Regions from separate parts of the Sus scrofa genome. Here region 1 is linked to region 2. A link is a contact called in public Hi-C data. All regions are on one chromosome and are shown on one strand. Each heading gives the region's core, a stretch centred on a gene start, on an enhancer-like site or on the middle of the called end of the contact. The rest is flanking DNA. Distances are from core to core; before and after follow the strand shown.

Region 1 (5,297 bases), core at 782-3,281, 190 kb before region 2:
CCACACAGGAGAGGCACCGGAACCACAGGTTGTAGGACAGAGCGGCCACACTCAAGGCCAGGTCCCTGGGGGGAAGAAGGGGCAGGAGCAGAGGTCAGGGCCCTGTGGCCAATCCTATGCCCAGCATCCCCCTCTGTAGAGAGGCTGAGGCCCAGGAACATGGGTCATGGAATCTTCTCTCCACAATCCTGGCAGGCCACTCACCGACTTCCCAGATGGCTGAAGTCTCCGAGGCTGAAATGGCGGCAGCCCTGACGATGGTAGATGGTGTCCACATCCTAGACGGAAAAAATTACCTCCAACTTGTTTGGGACCACAAGGTGCAGGGAGGGACTCACAGCATATGGGGGACCAGATGTCTCCGGAGCCCTGAGAGAGGGCCCTACTCTCACCCACTGAATCTCCTCTCGGAAAGGGAAGCCATTGTAGTCACACAAAGCCTCGTACGTCTCTGAGAAGCCACCTGGGGAGGTGCCATGGTTGTGACAAGGCAGGGGTGGGGGAGGGGAGAGACAAAAGGTCAGAGATGAAGGAAAATCAGCCCCAAACTTGGTGGTGGCAGTGCCTTGAGTGGCTCTATTCAGTTTGGAAGAACTCCAAATTCAGGCATCAGGGGTATAGGAGCAGGGGGGCTGGAAGCCCTGTGTGGCCCTTACCACAGGGGCTGCTGGGTGAGGTGGCCTCTGAGGGGCTGCTTCTCTCCAGCCGAGCCAGCATGGAGGGGGGCGTGGGCCTCCGGAATAGCTTCCTGAGGACGGGCATGAAGAAGTGGTCAAGGGTCTTCTAGGCCCTGGGAGTGAGGCGGCCCATGGTGCCATTCAGAACACCCCCAGCTGCCCCTTTAGCTGCTGGGCCTCACCCAAGGGTCGAGCGAGGGAAGACCTTCCTGATGGCGGCAGCGATGTGCTGGGCCAGTTGTTCCAGTGCAGCCACGCCGGGAAACTCCAGGACCAGATCAGGCAGGGACTCTAGCTCAAATGTGACCTGGAGAGAGAGGGTGGGGGTGTTGGGCTCCATGTATAGTGGGATGGAAGACTGCAGGCCCAGCGGGGTACTGGCAGGGGGTCTCACCTGAGGGGGTGTCTCCTGCAGCGCCATGGCCTGGACCTCTAGGTAGCTGAATGTGCAATCCACCTATGGAGTGCCTGGGTCAGCTGGGAAAAAGGCCTGAGCCCCACCCACCCTCTTGGGAGCCCAGTTCTTTGTATAGCCTGGAACTCAGAACCAGACCTGCCTGCTGCTGGGAACCCAGTGCTGCTGGAAGGGCAGAGCCCAGAAGGACAAGATGGATAGCACTGTAGATGCAGCCCTTATCAAGGAAGCTGCTGGAGGGCAAGGGGTGGCAGCTGAGCCCTGGGACTCACCCTCAGGGGGAGGCAGGTGTGGAGCAGGTAGGCTCTCCATCGGAGCAGTGCCTGAAGGGAGAGAGTGTCTGACATCCTGGGCAGGGAAGAGGCTTTTTCTGCCTGGGCCCCAGCGGCCTCTTGCCCCCACCCCTCCCCACCATACCAGGACATGGCCTTGCTCAGCACCCTCCCGCTCTGGCAGCCACGTTTTCAGCAGCAGCTCAGCTTCCTTGGGCCACAGGAACCTGGTGATCTCGCCTGTGGAAGGGCAGCCTGCTGAGTGATTTGGTCCTCCCATGGAGGTCAGTTCAAGTCCATAGTCTGTACCAGGCTAGAGGGCCTCGGCTCATCTACAGACCAGCAAGGAAGGAGGGGAGTGGATCTAGGGGGTCAGGCCCCCCAGAGGATCAGAGGGAATCGCTTACTCAGTGTCTTGGGGTGCTGGGTGGGCCTCTGGTTCTGGGCCCTCACTGCTTCCTCCCAGCCAAATAGATGAGATGGGCCAGTGCTTACCTCGGAGTTCGCAGGATATGCCATCTGGGGTCTGGGCCATGGGGCCTGCCCAGTGGGCGGCCGGGGGGCCCAAGGAGCTCCGATGAGAAACCGTAGAGGCGGCACGTACAGGAAGCTAGGGCCCGGGCCGCACTGCAGCCACCTGCTCCTCCAGTAGCGGAAGGTACGAGCTGCTTCCTGCCAGGCGGCCCCCAGCCCGGCTCCTCCCTGCCTGGCCTCTGAGGGCCGGGAGATGTCGCTCGGGTACAAGGGTGTAGGAGGGGGCAGAGTCACAGCTGCCGCCAGCCCTCCCTGATGCGCAGGAGCTACTTGGTTAGGGCAGACATGGGCAGTGGTGTGGCTGGGAGGGGTGAGCATGTCGAAGGCTTCTTTCGATTCCTAGCCCCCTACTACCACCCCACCCCACAGTCCCTGCGGGGAGCACCAGGGGGCGCTGCCCACTCGAGGATCTCTGTGGTCCGCCTCCGTCCGTCCATCCCCTCCAAAGCCCAGCTAGGGAGGTGGACAGTGGGCCGACGCAAGGGCTGTTTGTTCCGCAAGGAGCATCAGATCTCTCCCAACACCTGAGTCATTACCTTGAGGGCTCTTTTGCGCTTAACCTGGAGCCCCTGACCGGTCTGGGAGACACAAACTGTTGAAAGATGGGAAAAACATGATAGGCTCAGATGCAGCTTTCATTAAGTTCAAGGGCTACAGGGAGGGATAGAGTGACTCACAAGCAAAGGCAAATAATGGGGAGGGGGGGTTCTCCCATGTCCATCCACATTCTTCCTGAGCAGGAGTTTGGGGAGGGGAGAACCACTAGGAGAGAGGGAAGCTATTGTCTTCAGGGGTCAGAAGGTCATGGGTGCACATAGGAGCATGAGGCCCTATAAAAGAACAGGGACTTAGATTCTGGAGGGTTCACAGGAAGGGATTCATTTTTTTTTTTCTTCTACAATCTAATTAAATTCTATTTATGAGATAAGGAACAGCCCTCTGCCCTGCCCACAGCTCAGCCAGGGAGAGGTGGAATAACCTGAGAAGAGCTGAGACTCTGGGCAGAGTCTCTTGGTTTCTTTCCCAACTCTAGCTTCTCTTCCTCACCTTGGGGCCTAGAGAGGGTAGGAGAATTTTTCTGGTCATCTGACCACCCCTACTGATAACTCACCCCCAAAAACACCTCATCTCCCTTTTCTGAAGTCTACCAATAATTAGGACAAATGGGAAGTATTAATATCTAGTAACAACTTGGAGAAAGCCACCTCCCCTAAAGGAACTGGCCAGGTGTGACAGCCTGGGGCCAAATAGAACTTCGCTTGGGGAGGGTGCTGAGTTCTGCCCACAGTGGTCTTGCTCTGCTGCCTCCCAACTTAAAATGAGAGTTCAAGTCAAGACCCTTAACAAGACCACATAGAGCCCACAAACTGCTTTCAGTGTGTGAGCTCAGCAGCTCTCATATACAGTATGGCCAAGCAGTCAAGAATGCAGGTTCTGAAAGCACACTACCCGAAATCAAGTCCCGACTCCACCTATCTACTGGCTGTTTGACACTTAGTCACTTAATCTTTCTGCGCTTCCAGTTTCTGTTTTGTGCACTGGGACTATTAATTTACCTTTAAGTGTAAGGATTAAATGTTTACTAAGGGAGGGAGTGGAGTTTCTACTTTGACACAGTGGGTTAAACATCCTATTGCTGTGGCTTGGGTCACTGCTGAGGTGTGGGTTCGATCCTCAGCCCCAGTGGAGTGGGTTAAAGGATCGGGCATTGTCACAACTGTAGCGTAGGTTGAGGCTATGCCTCAGATTCAATCCCTGACCTGGAACTTCCATATGCCGCAGGTGCGGCCATAAAATTTTGAACAAAACAAAACAGAAAAGTACTTATGACAGTGCCTGGAACTCAGTGAACACTCACATTTGCCAAGTCTTAATATGGCATCTTGAAGACTCCAAAACAGAATGATAGAAAACCTGCTGCACTGGGATTTTTCTGCTTAGAATGACAAGAATGAGAAATACAAGAATTAGTGCCAAAGGGCCTGAGCTACTCCCAGGCAGAAGGCATCTCGGGACCAACAGCTGCATCAGTCCCTTACCAGTGAGTGCTGCAGGGACAAGCAGGGAGTTGTGGAGGAGGAAACCGGGATCAGCCTGGAGATCAGAGTAGGGTGCTGGGCTAGCCACACACCTTCACAACTACTGGCCATCAGGGTGGCAGTGATAAAACACATCAGAGACAAAGTGAACACATGGGGCTCAGCTCCCACAACAGAGTGACTCTTTTGAGAGGGAGAGGCCGTCAGCTCTTTCATCTCTGTGTTCTAGGCAGCATGACACTTTGTGGGCGCTCAGGAAATGCTAAAAGCTTGTAATGAGGAATAAGCTGTGTGTGTTCCAAGGAGCACAGGGTGACAGGCCAGGGTACAGCTCCCAGAACTGCCACAAGATCTTGACCAAAAGGAGGACAGAGCTCAGGGCTAGCTGTGCTGGGCAGTAGGGTACAGGGCCACACAGCCCACCTGTGGAAAGGGAGTAGGCTATTTCTCTACTCCAGGGGCAACTATGGTGTAAGAGTGGGGAAGAGTGCTACAGACAGGCCAGGGAACCTCCGGTCCGAAGTTCTGTGGTGTGGAGTACTACGGAGGTTTTACATGCAATGGAGTCATGCAGAATCTGTCATGGGGCTATGTCAATGGGGATTCCTTTACATCCTCAACTACATCAGAACATCACTTTTCTCGCCCCCCCCCCAACAAAAACAAATTCACTTGTTAAACGGAATACAATGAAAAAAGAAAAGCTACGTTAAAGATACAGATAAACTGCTTACTGTTCTGTGAAGAGATAGTTTCTATTATAAATACTTAAAAATTTAAAGAGTTCCTGCTGTGGCGCAGTGGGTTAATGATCCAGCTTGTCTCTGCAGAGGTGCCGGTTCTAGTGCAGCAGGTTAAGGATCCGACGTTGGCTGCAGCTATGGTGTAGGTCAGGTATCTGGCCAGATTCAATCTCTAGCCTAGGAACTTCCAAATGCCTCAGGGTGTGGCAGAAAAGAAAGAAATTAAAACAAACAAACAAACAAAAAAAAAACAAAAAAAAACCAACAAACTTAAAAAATTTAAAAAAGCTATGTGCCCACTGAAATAACTCTGGTAGGTTAGCCCATGCACGGGATAGAGACCAAATGCCCAAGAGCCTCAGGCCACAAATATTCTGTCCAAGTTCTGTTCAACCATGAACTGCCTGCATGGTTCAGTCCTGAGGCCCCAGATGACATCAGGTTTTCTGGGAGACCCTACTGCATGGATAGCACCAAGCAAAGGCTTCACAACATCTAGTCCTGTTACTTTTCACTGAAAACTGGTAAGCTGGAATTTTGACTAAAAAAACCTGTGATTAGTTGCCAAAGCCTTCACCTAAAATAGGTTTGCTAGGAGTTCCTGCTGTGGCGCAGTG
Region 2 (5,288 bases), core at 2,777-5,276:
CAAATTTTCCTGGTTCCTAGTCGGATTCCTTTCTGCTGCGCCACAACGGGGACACCTTTCTCCTTGATTTTTTTTTTTTTTTGAGGAGGAGGTTTTGATTCTAATTTCATGGTATATCAAAATATCACTCTCTGGGGAGCAGGGAGAGAAACTGAGGGTTGTATCTGAAAGTAAAATAATCAGTTTGCCTTTCTTTTCGCTCTTTTCTCTCTCTCTCTTTTTTTCTTTCTTTTTAAGAGCCACAAGCTGTGAAGAGAATGGACTAATGGGGGTGGGGAGCCCAAAGTGGAAGCAGAAAGACCAGTCATGAGGCCGGTGTGTTTGCCAGGGCAAGAGATGCTGGTGGTCATGGGGACAAGCCAAATGGATGGGCTGACTCATCCAAGGCCCACTGGAAAGGGTATTGTGACCCAGATAAAATGGACCCAAAGAGCAAGAGCTGTGGCTAACCCTGACCCACCAGGCTAATTTGATAATTAAAATTTAATTCCATTATCTAATGAAATGGAGAGCATCATTTCTTGGTAGAAAAACAAGTAGGGTCTAGATTATATGAATCAATGTCCACTATCAATGAAACACTCTGTGTGCTTCATATGTAAGACCACATTTTCAGGCCTCATCATGGCCCTGTGCATTAGCTATTGTTACCTCCACCTCACATCAGAGCAAACTGAGATTTGGAAAGGTTAAAGAATTTACCTAGTTGGTGACTGGCAGACCTGGGATTGAAACAGGTAACTACTGACATGCCCTGAGACATGTGACAAGTCATAGGAAGCCTGGGCATACATTGGCACTAATGAAGGATGGGCTGTTGGATCCAGCCCAGGGTGGGATCGGCTGCCCAGGAGTCTGTCCTGGTAGTTCTAGGAGTCAGATAAGCTAGCTTGGAATCTTCTTACACACACGTGCACAAGTTCTTTAAACCACAGTCAGGCTTTTTGTCCCTACTGAAAGGGACTGTTCACCCTGGGCAGACTTGCCTTGCTGGTCAGGGGCAGCAGCTCTGGGCAGGAACAAGTCCTGCCTGAGGGGCTGACTTCTGTCCCAGAAAAACATGTCTCATGTTTTCACAGAAACTTGCCAGAGGGGGCAGGAGGAGCTGAAACTACACTCCAAATACAGGGAACCCTGTGGGAAAGGGCCTGAGGGTAGAAGCAAATGACTTGGGTTTCAGGAGATGCACCTATCAGGTGACAGGGACGAGAAGGTGGGCAGGAGCTTACTGAGCCAGGCTTTGGAAGCCATGCTTTGGCATTTCAATTGATCCTAAAGGCAAAAGGAAGCGCTGGAAGAATCTTAGACAGAAGACTGATGCAGTGGTGTTAGCAATATGTGATCTTTCTCAGTAGGTGATGCCCTGGGCAGTGCTGGGTTCTGGTTTGGGGACCACACCAAGATGACAGACTTAGAACACCATCAAACTCCCTGTGCCATTAAGAAGCAAATTTGGCCAGAGGGAGTCTTCTTTTCAGAGAGCTTAGCCTGAAGTCACTCAGATACACATCTAGGGAATCTAAGCATATCAAGTGATACAGCTTTAATTGGTTAAATGCATGCATACTTAACCCTATTTGAAACTGCATTCGTTTCGTATTGCTGAAACAACAAAGTGCCACAAATTCAGTGGCTCAAAACAACAAAAATTTATTATCTTACAGTTCTGGAGGTCAAAAGTTTGGAATGGGTTTCACTGGGCTAAAGTCAAGGGGTGTCAGCTGACTAGTTCCTTCTGGATGCTCTAGGAGAGAATCTGTTTCCTTGCCTTTTCCAGCTTCTAGAGGACACCTGCATTCATTGGCTCATGGCTTCTTCCTCCATATTCAGAGCCAGAAGTACAGTATCTTCAAATATTTCTGACCTCTGCTTTTATCATCATATCTCCTCCCACTCTGACTCTCATGCCTCCCTCTTTTAAGGCCCCTTGTGATTACACTGAGGCCACCTGGATAATCCAGGATAATCTTCCCCATCTCAAGATCCTTATCATATCTGCAAAGTACACTTTGCTATGTAAGGTGACATATTCAGATATTCATAAATTCCAGAGATTAGGATATGGACACCTTTGGGTGATCATTATTCAGACTACCACCTTTTTTTTTTTTTTGGGCTGTGCCCGCAGCATATGGAAGGTCCCAGGCTAGGGGTCGAATCAGAGCTACATCTACCGGACTAGCCACAGCCCCGGAAATGGAGGATCGGAGCCATGTCTTCGACCTACACCACACCTCATGGCAACACCAGATCCTTAGTCCACTGAGCGAGGCCAGGGATCGAACTCAAAACCTCATGGATCCTAGTCGGGTTCGTTAACCACTGAGCCATGACAGGAACTCCCCAGACTACCACCTATTTTAACAAATAAAGAGAACGAATGATTAGCTTGGCGGCTAGGAGGAGGAAGGACTGGAAGCAGGATGTTGATGTTAGGGAGACAAGACAGGAGGCTGCTGCAGAGTAAGCAAGGAAGATGCTGGTGGTCCAGGCTGGAGTGGAATGGGAAGAATGGACATAGGACACGTTTCAGAGAGTGGACTGCTTGGTCTTGGGGCTGTCTGGGTTAGATGCGCAAAGACTAGGAGGAGACCAGGTAGGTAGTGGTGCTCCAGGCCTGAAGGGAGGAGCAGGTTTGTGGCAATGACAAAGAGAGCAGGGAGGGATTTGTGGCATTTAGATAAACATGGGACATCTAGGAAAAGTGCCTGGGAAGCAGGTGGATGCAGGGCCTAGATGGCTTGACTCTCGAGTCCCTCTCTTCCTCCCTTCCCTGTGAGCGTATATCTTCCACCTTGATTTCCAGGTCACCATCTCTTTTTGACACTAAGTTCTACGATTCCGGATAAGAGTTGAGGAGTCATCTCATATTTCTGAGGCCAGAGTAGTGTTGATACTTACTCCACATCAAGTTTGATTTTATCAGTCCTGGAAACAAGACTTTGTATGGTGGGGAAACAAAAAGACACTTGCACAGGACTGTGACAATTAGCCTGTGACAGAACAGGACTTGATATGTTTCTTTTGTTGTATGCTTGTGGCTGATCCATTTTAGGGATGGGGATGTTTTCTGTCCAGCCCATTCTGAGTACGTAACCAAGCAGCTGCTCACCATTTTAAGGACTTGGAGATATGGATAGGATAGCTGGTGGAAGACAAAGCCTCTTCCTGTCTTTTGAGAAAGTCTGAGCTCATGGGAAGGTCCATTCTGAGTGTCCCCAAGTGGAGGGGAGAGGGAGCATTCAGGGAAGCCAGGCCCAGGAGGGAAAGGGAAGAGATTCTTCAGGGCCTAGAAGAGAAGAACCAGTTGCCTTTCCCATGGCAGGCCCTGAGGGGCAGCAGGCATGGTCCCAAGAGGCCCCAAATCTAAAAGTCCTGGGGTGGGACAATGTCTGTAGCCTCAGTACCAGAGAGGACCCATGATCAGAGAGTGCTTCTCAGAGTGTTTGCTGCTGCAGGAGATCCCAAGTCCTTGGAATAGCCTGGGTAAAGAGAAGAGAACAACACTGAATTTCCCACCAACCTGGAAGATGGGAGCTCCCAATAGGATTCATGATTGATTTAAAGGAACCAAAGGAAGGAGATATTTTGAGCTCTTATACTTCACACTTTATACTATGGGCCACCTGCATATTTACTTGTCGAGTTCTGTCTTTCTCTTAGCCTGCAATCTCCCTAAAGGCCAGCGATCTCGTGGGCGTCCCTCATGGTATGTCCAGTGCCTAGTACATACCCTCATTAAAGTGTGCCAGCTGACTCAGGGTCTCTCTGAGAGTGGTGGGGCTCAGGGAAGAATCTGGAGGAGGACGCCTCTGAGACGTTAGGATTTTAAGAAGACAAGTTTCAAACTGGGGTAAGCGAAACTGGGTTTTTGAAGAGAAATGCTGGAAAGGAACAGAGAATGTGCCGGCTGAGGGGCCGGGTGGTCTCCGGTGAGCCCCGCCCGGAGCTGGGGGGGGGGGGGCCTGCGCGACGTGACGCAACGCGCTTTGGCCGCTGTGGGGCGCCGTAGCCCGCGCCGTTGCCAGGGGAACAGGCCCATCGCCGGACGAGGCCCAGCCCGCGGCGGCCTGGCCAGGCGGTACAGCCCGCCCGCTGGAGCCCGACCCAGAAGACTTGAGAGGCCAAACTACGCCGGATGGGGCCCTGATCCAGAGTGCACCATAGCCCAGTCCCGCGGACCTTCTCCACCTCGAGAGTCTGAAGCGCGGCCGCCCTGGGGTGGGTGTACGTCCAGGCGGGGGCTGAACCCTCTGAGTGACCTTGGCAGGACCGTTCTAGCTCGGCTGCCACCACGCGCAGGTGAGGAGCCCCTGCCCCAGTTCTCACCTGGAAGCCTGGCTGAGCTACCGGGGTGGAGCTGCCGCCGCGTGGCTGAGCTCTGTGACTGGAGCCCGCGGCCTGGGCTCCAGGTAGTGGGCAGATCGCCGGGCTTCCTTCTGGTATTCATAAGGTTCACAGATCTGCGCTGAGCATCTGCTGTGTGCCAGGCTCTTTGCCAGGCGCGGGGCCACAGAGGGCTCCAAAGAGGACTTGTCTATCTCCAGAACCCGCAGAGTTCAGAAGGGGCGGGGCCTGGGGTGCGGGGATAGGGGGCAAAGCAGGCGCCGGATACACGACTAAAGTGAGTTCAGGTCAGGTTAAATGCTCTGGTGATGAAATGGCGGGAGATGGTTCGGAAAGGTCTGTTGTATCATGTGACTTTTCAACCAAGACCTGAAGGTTGAAAAGGAGCCAGCATTGTGATCAGGGTTAAGGATGTTTCTGGAAGAGGCAAAAGCAAATGGAAAGATCTGGAGGCACAAGTACAGAGGAATAGAAAGGATGAGGGGAGCCTTGAAGGATGTGGTGGGGGTTTCAACTTTATCCTGAGAAATGAGGAGGAAACCACTGATGGGTTTTGATGAGTTTCAAGTTTTGAAAAGTCACCTCATTCTGGCTGCTGTGGGCAGTGTGGTTGTGACAGGGCACAACAGGAAGTCAGTTGAGGACCATCCTAGTTCTGCCAGTCTAGCAGTGCCTTCTAGAACTAATTTAATCTCTCTGAGCCTCAGTGGCCTCATCAGTGAAATGGGCATATTGTACTGCATGTTGCTTATGAGAGAGAAAGTGAGTGGCCAGCCACATCTGAGACCAATGATTAGAGGTCTGTGAGAAGAATTTGAAATGATTGGACCTACCTCAGAGAGTGGTGAGGGTTTAATAAGTGAGTTTCATCAAAGCACTTTTAGCAGTGACTGGAAGTGAATAAGTGCGCTCTAAATGCTAGAGATGGTTATTGTCATCAC

What was found. A called contact is a pair of places that touch in the nucleus more often than the background predicts.
Region 1: a contact with region 2 is called in a Hi-C map of blood, with 2.5 times the contacts expected there. The contact joins the promoter of CARMIL2 here to the promoter of ZDHHC1 in region 2. A contact is called at or near these places in 2 of 47 Hi-C or Micro-C datasets (blood and mesenteric adipose tissue) and 1 of 2 datasets of contacts at active chromatin or transcription factors (alveolar macrophages).

The regions. Positions count from the first base shown.
Region 1 is chr6:28,261,864-28,267,160 of Sscrofa11.1, reverse strand. CARMIL2 (capping protein, Arp2/3 and myosin-I linker protein 2) reads right to left here and starts at 2,031. Exons shown (of 39, transcript XM_021094090.1): 1 at 1,860-2,031; 2 at 1,510-1,604; 3 at 1,365-1,415; 4 at 1,072-1,134; 5 at 860-984; 6 at 657-748; 7 at 393-463; 8 at 205-278; 9 at 1-65. The coding sequence starts at 1,899.
Region 2 is chr6:28,070,273-28,075,560 of Sscrofa11.1, reverse strand. ZDHHC1 (probable palmitoyltransferase ZDHHC1) reads left to right here and starts at 4,026. Exons shown (of 14, transcript XM_013998265.2): 1 at 4,026-4,302.